Regions from separate parts of the Triticum aestivum genome. Here region 1 is linked to region 2. Evidence: chromatin contacts called from public Hi-C data. All regions are on one chromosome and are shown on one strand. The core of a region is the stretch at or near the end of the contact, and the rest is flanking DNA. Distances in the headings are between cores, read along the strand shown.

The links. A called contact is a pair of places that touch in the nucleus more often than the background predicts.
Region 1: a contact with region 2 is called in a Hi-C map of leaf, with 6 times the contacts expected there. The contact joins the promoter of LOC123128100 here to the promoter of LOC123128098 in region 2. A contact is called at or near these places in 5 of 5 Hi-C or Micro-C datasets (leaf, root and an unstated tissue).

Annotation. Positions count from the first base shown.
Region 1 is chr6A:497,982,441-497,988,124 of IWGSC CS RefSeq v2.1, forward strand. It overlaps LOC123128100 (cyclin-dependent kinase F-4), which reads left to right and starts at 3,619. Exons shown (of 17, transcript XM_044548017.1): 1 at 3,619-3,799; 2 at 4,932-5,176; 3 at 5,469-5,684.
Region 2 is chr6A:497,759,237-497,765,438 of IWGSC CS RefSeq v2.1, forward strand. LOC123128098 (myb family transcription factor PHL11) reads left to right here and starts at 1,705. Exons shown (of 5, transcript XM_044548011.1): 1 at 1,705-2,184; 2 at 2,627-2,758; 3 at 2,954-3,029; 4 at 3,648-3,717; 5 at 3,824-4,513. The coding sequence starts at 2,043. The coding sequence ends at 4,234.

The DNA.
Region 1 (5,684 bases), core at 2,369-4,868, 230 kb after region 2:
AGGGCACGGATGCAAAGCAAGGGGGAGTAGGGGCGAAGTGGAAGAGACTGGCACTGATAGGGGGATTTGAGTGGCCTGGGGGTGTCGGAGTCCTACATGGCTATTGTTCGGACTCCCGCAAAGCCCCCCAGTTTGCTTCCACTTTGCGGGAAAAAGTGCGTCCGGACCGATCGGCAGACCAACACTGGCCCGTGTTGGATGGTAAAACATGTCCGGACCGTGGGGTCTAGGCGGATGCGGGCGTTTGAGGGTCCACTTTGAGATGCCCTTATAAAAGATTATTTATTTATTTTGCTACCCCCTGTTCCATAATATAAGTTTATTTTGGGGGTGAAAAGGAGTTTTATTCCATAATTATAGAGTTACAGTCGAGATGCAGAAGTACCTCGATACAGGGGACCCCTTGGTACAACCTCACAACAGTGGTGCACTCACTACAACTACAATTCGCCAACCAATCGGCTACTCTATTTTGATCTCTACCGAGCTTCCGTGGAATAAACTCCCCATCGTCCATCAATGCTTTGATCTTGGTAGCTAGGTGTCCATAGGCCAAGCAGACAAAACCACTACCCGACGGGATAGAAAGAGCCTCTATGGAATCTGATTGAACAATGACTAGGAGATTACTATGTTGAATGGCAAGAGCCATCCCTTGCATCAGTGCATGTATCTCCGCCTCGAAAGCTTCATTACAATTGAACATGAACCAGTATGTCGCAAAGATCACCGAACCGTCATGATAGTGAAGAATCATGCCTACAACCGCCTTACCGTCGTCCAAAGACAATGAACCATCAACAGATAACGTGACTTGATCGACCGGAGGTGGCGGCCGGCGATGTGCAGGGGTTGGAATCCTCACCTTTGGCTGTACCCCGTCTTCCACAACTGGCATCTTTCCTTTAACTATCTCCTCAATTGTGTACCTCCCAGCATGAACAATGGATTTATGTAGCTATCAAGGAACTCCACCATAATATCAATGAGGGTGCCTCCTTGCCATGAACTAGGTCATTGTGCAGCTGCCAAATTCGTCATATTAGATAATAACGCGGTCGCGAACGTCCTCTGAACAACCACACAAAACGTTAAGTAGCCAGTCCTGTCTCAACTAGTTGGTCATCGGCAGGTAGTTGCCGTCTAGTCTTCATCCTTACCCAAATACACTTGGCGTGGTCACAAGAAATCAATGCATGGCAGATTCCCTTGTCCTCTACACCACACAAGGTGTAGGTCGAACGTGTGGACAAGTGCCGAGAAGCCTTGCAGGTCGTGATAGCAAGAGCACCCGACATTGCGCTCCAAAGCATGATCTTCCTCTTTTGGGGAACCTTTGATCGCCAGGTTAAGTTCCAAATGATCCGATCCCCTTCTGGGCTCGAGCTCAAGGCCCGCCGCGAATAAATCATCATTAGGACCTGTCGTGAGTTATATGCACTCCTGATAGAAAAGTGCCCACACTTCTTTGGGAACCATAGAAAAAAACCCTCACGCTGTCTGGGTGAAGTGTGGATTTTTACAATTTCACGCACATCCATGGGCTAGAAGTGGTCCTGAAGACGAGATGAACGTCCCAAGCATCAAAATCCGAGACCCAATCAAAGCCGCAGTTCTGTTTAGGTGTCACTGACCTGAAAGACGGTCCCCTAGGGATCCAGGGATCTCTCCATGTTCGAGTGGAAGAGCCATCCCCCACTCTTCAAATTATACCTTTCTTAACAAGTTCAAGTATGTACTCAATACCTTTTCATATTGCCGATGAGTTACCCAAAAACACCGTGTCTAGAAGATTGCCATTGGGGAACCATTACAAGTTATTACACCTAATGTGTGAGTGATCTCCTATAGAAAATAGCCTAAAAAACACACTTTGCCTACCAACACAAAAATGGAAGAAATGAGGTTGCCAATCTCTTTCACGGTCTCCATCCTTCTTCAGATCTCTCTCTCATTCTCCCTTACCACATTGGCGACAATTCAAATCTCTCTCATTATGTCCCCATATTTGCAATAAAATATGTTCACGTGCGATCTGCATTAAATCAAAATTTTGATTTGAGTGAATTTCTGCAATACAAGTTATGTATATTTTTCAAAAGAAATCCACTTTATGATTTTTGCTTGTAACACAGATCACCTATTTTATTTTATATGCCAAAAATTGACAGACACGAGTTTACACCCACTTAATAAGCGCATCAATTTTTATCTGTGAGTTCTACAAAACTTTTAAAAAATGCTATACTCACTAAGTTTCGGAAAATGAGTTACGCATTTTCTAATAAATCCGCTCTAGTCGACAGCCAGATGATCTAGGTCCACTCCAACGAAACGTGGGCCAAAAATATCTCCACTCATAGGAGAAGAGGCAGTGGTTTCTCAAAAATAAAAAGAGGCTGTGGATGCCTGACTACAGTCTTTGAACAAACATTTTTGTCATTTCACCGCTTCCGGTGCTCAAATAATCGAAGAGATTAATCATTGTACCACCAGCTCCACATAAAAGAACAAAACACAAAAACGCCGGGAACCAACCCAATGATAAAACACCACTTGAAACGGACCATGCATGCGTCCGGAATCCCATAAGCATGCCCTCCGGAATAAAACAGATTAGGGTCACACCACGCCGATCAGCATCACGTCCATGTGACCGGCCACCAACCGGAGAGAAGAGAATGGAGTGGAGAGCGGCCGCTAGCTTGCGTCGGGTCCAATCCAAACGCCATAAACACTCACACCACTCGGCGCCGTGGTGGGTAGAGCGAGCGAGCGAGGGAGGGGCCGGGGACCAGACCAACTCCCCATGATGCTGTCAGTGGCACGGAATGTAGAGACAGCGCTGATAGGCCGATGGCCGAACGCCGTGCGCTGTTGCCCGTGATTACCCGAATGGCCGGATCGCCTTTGCTAGTAGCCTTTTTGGCTTTGGTGGTGCCTCGCAGGTGATGGTGGTGGTGGGCAGGCCGGGACCATTTACAGCGGGGATAAGAAATCGTCCAGGTGAAGAACTGTTCCTTGGAACGAATGCTGAAGTTTCTCAAAAAAAAAAAAAAACTTGGGATGCTGAATGTGCCAAGCTGGCACTGACTGACATGTGGAGGAGCATCGCGCCCGTCCGTCGCCGTCCCGCTGCATCCGGTAACCACCGCCGATCAACGTCGGGCGGGCCGTGGCGAGGGAAGTCCACACGGTTACGATCTCCCCATCATTTCACCCCACCCCACCTCACCTCACCCCAAAGCGTCAATGGCAATCAATCCGAGGACGGGGAAAGATGGGCTGGTAGCGGGCGGGTGAAAAGGCAGGAAATACTTTTGCTTCCCCTCCGCTGGGGCAAACGCAAGCCCGAACGAAAAGGGCTTCGTCAGCCGGGGGCAGAGAGGTTAAAAAAAGGTTAGGGGAGGGGAGGCCGGCGGAGCGCGAGGGGCGAGGCGACGCGGTGCGGTGCCGGGGACGGGCGCTGCTGGCCACGGTTATAAAAAGTAACGGGGCGCGTCGCGGGTAGAAAGCCAGGGGAGGGTGCGGTGGGAGGCAGGCCGCGGCTCATTTCCCCCCTTCTTTCTTCCCCCCGCCCGCCCGCGCCGTTCCACGCCGCCGCCGCCGCCCGCCGCCCGCCGCCCGCCGCCGCCACGGGGACACAATCACCGGCGCCGCGCCCCACCGGCCTCCTCCTTTGCGCCGCGCCGCGCGGGGCTGGGCTGAGGTGGGCCGCGCCGACACGCGGCACGTGGGGAGCCACCACCACCACCACCACCACCACCCCTATGCTCCTTTGCCCGCCTGCTAAGGTAAGGTATGGCATCGATTCCGCTCCATTGCCCCCGCCTTTCTCGCGTCGCGCTCCGTCCCTCTCTCTCCCTCCTCGCTTTGCTTGCTCCAGGCGATTTGCCCCGGATCTGTGTCCCAGCCGCCGGATCTGAGCGCCCACCGGGCATTCGCTCCAATGCGAATCCATGTATAGGTTTGTGCCTGGCCGTGCCGCGATAGCTTATTTTCAGGATTGTGCCGGGATGCTTTTCTGTTTGGATTTTTCATCTTCCTTTGGTTGGCTGATTTAGATTTTTGCGCGGAAAGGTTCCTTTTCTCCCGTTAAAAGGCGCCTTTTTTCTTCCTATAGATGAGAAAAATCTATGTTTTCTGTGCTTGCAATGTAAATTGTGATTGAGGTGGCAATGCAGAAGTTTGAGAGAGAAGCTCAGAAAAACAAGGTAGCAATGCAGGCGTTTTCCCACTAATTCCAACCTGAGGCGATATTTTGAGTTCGGAGATGTTTCTATATGTATGGATTTTGCTACGATAAATCCGTTTCAGCCAGTAATGGGATAGCAACATTATTTTCGAATTTTGATGTTTCAAGCAACGGTATAGCTCGATCACCACGCCAATTGAGATGCCGGGTCGTTATTGCGATTGATGAATAGCATCATTGATAGTACCGATACTGTTTGCAATGTCCAGCTCCACCAATGTTATACACTTCTACCCTGGTATTAATGTATGCCTAGTATTATGTGATTTAGGTAAACGAGTGCTATATCTGATTCTGATATTTCCCTGAGAAATATGTTTCGTTTTGTGCATTAATGTTGGTTCTAGCAACACGTGAGCCGCAAATTATTATCCACTTAAAATGATTCAATTCAAAATTTTGCTGTGTACAGACCTCCATGTATCTTAGTATATTAAAAGGGATATTAAAATGGATTCTTTAAACTAGATTCGGAAATGTTGCTAAATTTGTGTTGGTTTCTGATAGAGATCGTCAGTTGACTGCGTTATATATAATCCAAATGGTTCTACGTCGCATCAATGTTCATGCTTCGTGGAAATGATTCTTGTTCCTTTGGCATACACTATACCATGTCATCGAGCGCAAAAAGTTTTATAATCGACCACATCATTCTGATTCAAATAAATTGTGTCAGATTGCACCAGCAGTGATCTTGGGAGCTTAAAGTGTTCATCAAAGACATGGGAAAAGTGGTCTTCGGGGCATATCACCTTCAATGCAAGCTATTTGTTTCAGAAGAAACTTTTGATTGGCGTGTTTTAGCTCGTGGGAACACCCAACTCTTCTCTCTGGTGAACTGCACATAGTGGTTCTATGCTCAACGACAGCAGGCTGAGGCGATCCTGAAGCGATACTCCAGTCTATGCTCCACATCTACATGTAAAATACCTGCTTTGTTTTTCCTTTCTTTTGTTCTATTGGCTAAGTTTTTATCATCTCATTTTGTTTATTCTCTGTTTATCAGCGCATCATCTCCAGAGTAACTTCTTATTGTAGTCAAATCCAGTAGTAGATGCTGATCATGTAAACTGGCCAATGATGTGCTCGTAGAATAATTAAATTCTACTATTGGGAGTTCAAACTGTTCTTTCCTGCATGTATTAGCATGTGAAAACTAAATCAACCATATCTCTTGAAACATTCTGAATTTCTTTTCTCTTAATATATGCAGGGTCAACCATCTTTACTGCATTCAGTCTCCATCTGTCACTCCCTAGTTAGTTGCCATTTGCTTGCTGTATATCATCTGAGGTCAAGGCTCATCCTTGCTATATTCTGGGACTCTACTATGGTTGCTGTGGGATCTTCGTGAGGGGACCAAATCCAAGACAGCACAAACCAGTGGAGGCCCACTGTTCAATTGACGGATCATACATCTGTTTGTGCG
Region 2 (6,202 bases), core at 455-2,954:
TATTCTTTTTGTGGTGAATTGAATATTGCTCTTTGAAGGTCCTTTATGTTGGATTGAGTACTTTGGATTTGAGGTTACATGTTGTTTTTCTAATAATTAACTTGTGGATATTTGAGGTGACATTGAGGTACTCTTAGCATAAAGGTTGAACGATAATATCATAAGGTGTTGGTTCAATAGATTGATTGGAAACACAACTTTGAAGTGGTTTGCTAACTACGTGATTTCATCCGCTTGAGTGAATTTACTGTTGTTCTACAAAACTATGCGTTTGGAGGCCCAACAAAGTGTATAAAATGAAGTTACGTAGTTCCCTTTATAGGTCAGAAGCAGCTGACATCAAATCTTCATTTTCAAATTTCATCCGCGAAATAAAGCCCACACAAGAAAACTAGAGCACCCCACCAAAAAAATACGTTGTCACTTTGTTTTTGTTTTGCGGAATATGTCGTCACTTTGTTAATGGTGAATTCAAATTGTTGCTCAAGAAAATAAAAATGTTCTCGTTGCGTCCGCTTTCCAGTTCCAGACTTTTTTTTCCTGAGATTATTAAAGCTGGCTCGGACATTAATACAGATTTCAGTCCAAACTTGGACGTGCGGCGAAACCATTTTCAGAGACTTTTGGCGCGCGCACATACACACTGTTGTGTCACGTACCGTCCAATCCATACGCACACACTCCAAAAAAAAAAGTCCATACGCTCTTCGCTGTTTTTTTTTCTTTCTGACGGACATCTCTTGGCTATCGAGGCCGGACGGAACGGAGGCGAGGACAGAAAAGAACAAGCGCAAAAGCAAAAAAGCAAAGCGTGTGGGGGGCGGCGGTCGCAACCAAGTTGGCGCGAATATTCCCTCTGAGCGAGGGGCCAGGCGACATCATCGCCAACATCTCCCCGCGTCTCTCTCGCCCCCGCCGCTCCTCCACTCTCCGCCCCCGCCGGGCCACTCGCCGGCGCCGCCGCCGCCGGAATATTCGCCGTGGAGGTTTCTATAGATCAGAACCGTACGAGTTCCAGTTCCATCGACGTGTGCTACTGCTACAAGCTGTTAGTTTCCTCGACCTAGGAGAGCGAGGCTAGCTTGGCCTGGTTTTGGTCCGTCGACCTCCCTTGGTCCCGGCGGTGAGCCGATGGAGCTATCGATGCGTGTTGTCGTGATCATTGACCGGCGAGGCGACACCCAATCGCCAACGATCTTTAGGCAAAATCTAGCAAGTGAGCAATGATCATCTTTAGCAAAAAACAAAGGCGCGTCCGTCATGATCGATCGGAACAACAGACAGCGCCTCCCTCGCCTCGCTAGCTACGTAGAGTACGTAGCAGCACGACCGGGACCCGGCGGCAGCGGCGCACATGCACACATGGCGCAACCGCCCGTGTCGGGGGCCGCGGCGACCACGTGGCGCGCGCCCTTCCCGGGCCCGATCGGCCGGCCATACGCCGCCGGCGGCCCTCCACGCGTCGCGCCCCGGTTGGCGCTCGGTCGGTTTGTCTAGCTCACCCTAGCGCAAGGCTCCCCGAGATTCCAAGCGCCGCGCCGCACGCATGATCGACCGAGCAGCGCACACGATGCTGCGGCATGCGATGCGATGCCCGGCGTCCGGTTCGGTTCGGTTCGGTTCATGCTCTCTCGCCCGCCTCGGCGCCCATCTCTCTCCCCACCTGTCTACTTACATATCGCCGCACCGCACCGCACCTCCTCCCCGCGTCTCTATCTCCGCCCACGCCCGGCCATATAGCTAGCTAGCGAGCTAGCAGCACACATTCCCATCACGAATCCTCCTCGGGCTTGGCCGAATTCCCACGCCAACTTCACACGGCACCAGATTCGCGCTCGCGCTCTAGGCTCTAGCTGCGCTGCAGCACGCATACACAGGCAGCCGCCCTTGCTACGTCGGGAGATACATCACCAGTTGATCGGCCACGAGAGAAAGCTAGCTAGCTAGCTTGCTTGCTTGCTAACTAGGAGGCGAAGGGCGGCAGCTGGCCGGAGGCGCGATCGAGGTGGACGGACGGAGGCGAGAGCTCGCCGGAGATCATCATGTTCGAGGGGATGGAGCGGGCGGGGTACGGCGTGGGCGCCGGGGTGGTGCTGTCGCGGGACCCCAAGCCCCGGCTGCGCTGGACGCCCGACCTGCACGAGCGCTTCGTGGAGGCCGTCACCAAGCTCGGCGGGCCCGACAGTAAGAACCAGTCACCTCCTCCTCTGCTCATGCCTAGCCTCTCCACTCCATGCATACATGTGATGCGCGCAAGTAATTTGCCACCGCCGCCAGCAGCCGGTCTGCTCGAGCTCTCATGCATCGCCCAGCTCACTCACGTGCTCATGTTCATGTCCGGCGGCTTGTGGGAGCATTTGCCCGCCCCACCCGGCCGGCCGCTGTAGCCTGTAAAGGCCAAAGGGGCCGAGCATGCATGCATGCACGCACTCTCTGACACAATTGTAGGCTGTAGCGCCGGAGAGATCCGTGTATCCTGATCACGATCATCTGTTGATCACTCGATCTGTGACCCCATTTTTTGATTGTTTTCTGTTCTGATCCATCCATGTATACGCAAGTAGTACTAGTTGTTACCAAGGCTCCTGTTTTGACTTGGTTTCTCATTTGACTTTACTGTCGACAGAGGCGACGCCCAAGTCGGTGCTGAGACTGATGGGCATGAAAGGGCTCACCTTGTACCACCTCAAGAGTCATCTTCAGAAATACAGGATGGGAAAGCAGAGCAAGAAAGACACAGGCTTCGAAACCAACAGAGGTATGCACGCACTGTACCTTCTAAAAGCAGTACTTAGATTAAGCACCCCTGTGCCAAGCAAGAGGTGACATGATTATACTTTTTAAAAAGAAATAAACAACATGATAAAGCATTTGATGTCGATGCATCTTGGTTTTCGTTTCCAACGTTTTCCCTGTTCCAAATCTCACATGCCCTCGATTTCTCTTTGCACAGCCTTCGCCGCACAGGGCATCAGTTTCTCCTCTGCGATGCCTCCCAACGTTCCGTCCGCCGGGAATAACACTACGGGGTGAGTCAACCTTATACCAAGAGCGCGTTCGTTCATGTCTAATTTCTAGTTTAACCATGAATGACCAGGACGGGAGAACTAGCAGCATCTTTCAGCTGACATAGGAGTTATATATGACGATTCATCGTGCTATACTCTTACATACTAATACTAATATTGGTTTATACGCAAGAATAAACTTACTTGATTGTGATGGACTTTCAATGATTTGGACGGTGAGGTCATGGGATAGGGACATCAATCTGTTGACTATTTAAGCATATACTCCTAGATGGCCTTATGCATGCATTTCTGCAGATCAGGTGTTAATTAATACTATGTTCATACAACGAAATTTTATACCGACATCACCTAAAGTACTTCAGAAAAACAACTCTAAAATAGAGGAGTAACACAAAATGCCGGATCAGTCTATGCACACCGGATCAGTTTATGTATTTCTTCACACTCGACGAGCAAGTAACATATGAAATGTCGCCGGCCTGATTATGGTCTTAAATTTTTGAAATCAATCATGTTTGGTAGGTTGTATGTCACACAATTCTTCTCTGAAGCGGTGCCCCTAAATACAATTTTTTTTTGATGATTTCTTTTCTTGAACACTTTTGCATGGAACAGAGAAACGCCACTCGCGGACGCATTGAGATATCAAATCGAAGTCCAAAGGAAGTTGCACGAACAGCTTGAGGTAACATGTCCAAACCATCGTCAACATGAGCCTCATTCCTCCAAATCCCTGCCTCCAGAACCACAACGTGTTAACCAATCAGTATTCTCCTGTGCTACACATGCAGGTTCAGAAGAAGCTGCAAATGCGCATCGAGGCGCAAGGGAAGTACCTGCAGACGATCCTGGAGAAGGCCCAGAAGAACCTCTCGTACGAAGCAGGCGGAGACGCAACCCTAGAGACAACCAGGTCGCAGCTCACCGACTTCAACCTAGCTCTCTCGGGGTTCATGGACGACGCGACGCAGGCGTGCCAGCAGAACGGCGGGGAGCTGGCCAAGGCCTTGTCCGACGACGGCCTCAGAGCCGGCAACCTGGGCTTCCAGCTCTACCACGGCGGCGAGGACGTGAAATGCGCCACGGACGAGGACCTGCTCCTGCTGGACCTGAACATCAAAGGTGGGTACGATCACCGGCTGTCCGCCCACGGCATGCGGCGCGGCGCGGTGGACCTGGCGGTCGGCCAGCACCGGAGGTAAAATGTGTTTCAGTAGAAGGGCGAGCGTAGTTCTTAAGTCGAGCAGTTGAGTTCCCCACGAGAGATTCTTTTGGCGGTCCCGAACGGAGATCATCTTGTTTACGGTCTGGTTACACTTCATACGTACGTACCCATGCTGATGTAAAATCTGTGGAAATTGAGATCCAGGCTTCGAATAAGTGTAGCTAGACGATGATCGAGTGTGAGATCTGATTGCATTGTGTATGTACTACCTAAAATTCTGATCGACTACAACATAGCATCGTGGAGTGTTTTTGCTGCTGTTGAGGGATGGCATTATGGAGTGTTGCATGCAACAGACCGGGCACCTTCAAGAGATTCTGTCTGTCTTGTAGTAGTTGGGTTCAGTAGCTCTGTTCCTATGTATGAAAATGATATCTTGTTTCTAATGTCTTGTCGAGTAAGCAGATCGCATTATTGGCTTGTCGTGGGGAGGTGGAAGTCAAAGGTGGGTGGTGGTTTGCATGTCTTGACTAACTAGTAGAAGAGGAGCAATTGGAAATTCAAATTTTGGAGCCTGCAACTGAAAGTGCACCTCTCAATTCTGAAGCAGAATGTCAACACACGTATCCTTCTTCGAAAAAGCACTGTCTGTTGTCCAAACGAGTAGTGCAAAAACCCTGGAAAAAAATTACATTGAAGTCCCCAAGGGCTAACCTTTTTCTTCCTCTCATACGGCTGATGGCGCATCACCCCAAACAGCTCCAAGCTGGAGTCAACTTACCCTTATTGATCGCGGATGGTAAGTCATCAAGGTCACAGTCCTACCGGACCATCACCCTGGAAAAGAAACTCTCAAAGTCGAAAGAGCCTTAGATCCAAGAGCTCAACCTCTATTAGATCTCAAAGGCCTCATGACGACACCATGGAGCGCGCTAATGTGACGAAGATGAGGCGGGAAGACCCACCTGTAAAGGGATGCCGCCGCGGATGCATTACAAATCCTATGACCCCAGCATCACTGTCCAAAACAGATGGCCGGAATCTACACTCGTGAACCATCGACGCTGCCAGACAACACCATGAGATGGGAATGCTCGAGGAATATTATTTCTCGGGCAACCATCATCGCCAACACAACGATAAGGCACCGAAGATGGCTTTACTTTACGCTATCGTTACCATCACTGGAAGGGTCGAAGCAACTGACAATGAAGGTCAACCTAAAAATACCATAAGGAGAGAAACTATATCTTGATTTGGTAGATCGAGGCCTCCTCATAGTACCATACCGACATGCCAGCGGTGAAGGAGGGGCAACGACATACCAGTGAAGGAGAAGGAGTGGCATGACGCCCCCAAGCCTCTCGCTAGGGTTCGGAGAGGAAATGATATGACATGGACCCCTCATTCGACTTGAAGGACACTTCTAGCACATACATCAGTGCTAACATAAGCAACTTCCGCTCTCTTCATGACTAGGATGCACATAGACAACATCAACACACACATCAAGCATCAATTCGTCAAAGTGCAAAGCTATGCAAGACTAAAGCTATACCGGGGGTGGGGTGTGGGGGGTTAGGATTCTAAAGCTATAACAGCGACTGACAAACTATAATAACGATTATCCGCACCACTCATCTCTTCACGCTAGAAGGACAACAAGAAAGATTTTTTCAGCAACAATGCCTCTAGGAAGGGAACTATAGTCAAGCGTTGCATTCGCCGGAACCAACCATCGAAGGCTAGATCCTAAGTTTTCATCCTAAAGATGAAGGCTGAGCAAATCCAAACAATGCCTTCAACAAATTAACAATGTGAAAACACCGTCATTGAATACAACCGACTAGGGTTAGACGGGTTTTCACCACCAAAACAAAGTCATTATTTGTTGTAACCACCATTTTCGTGATTCTAGTAGCTACATGTGTAGCATGGTCACGTCGTGCGAGTGTCATGCCACGCAAGTGAAAACCATGCCCGCACAAGCAGACTATCTCGCCGC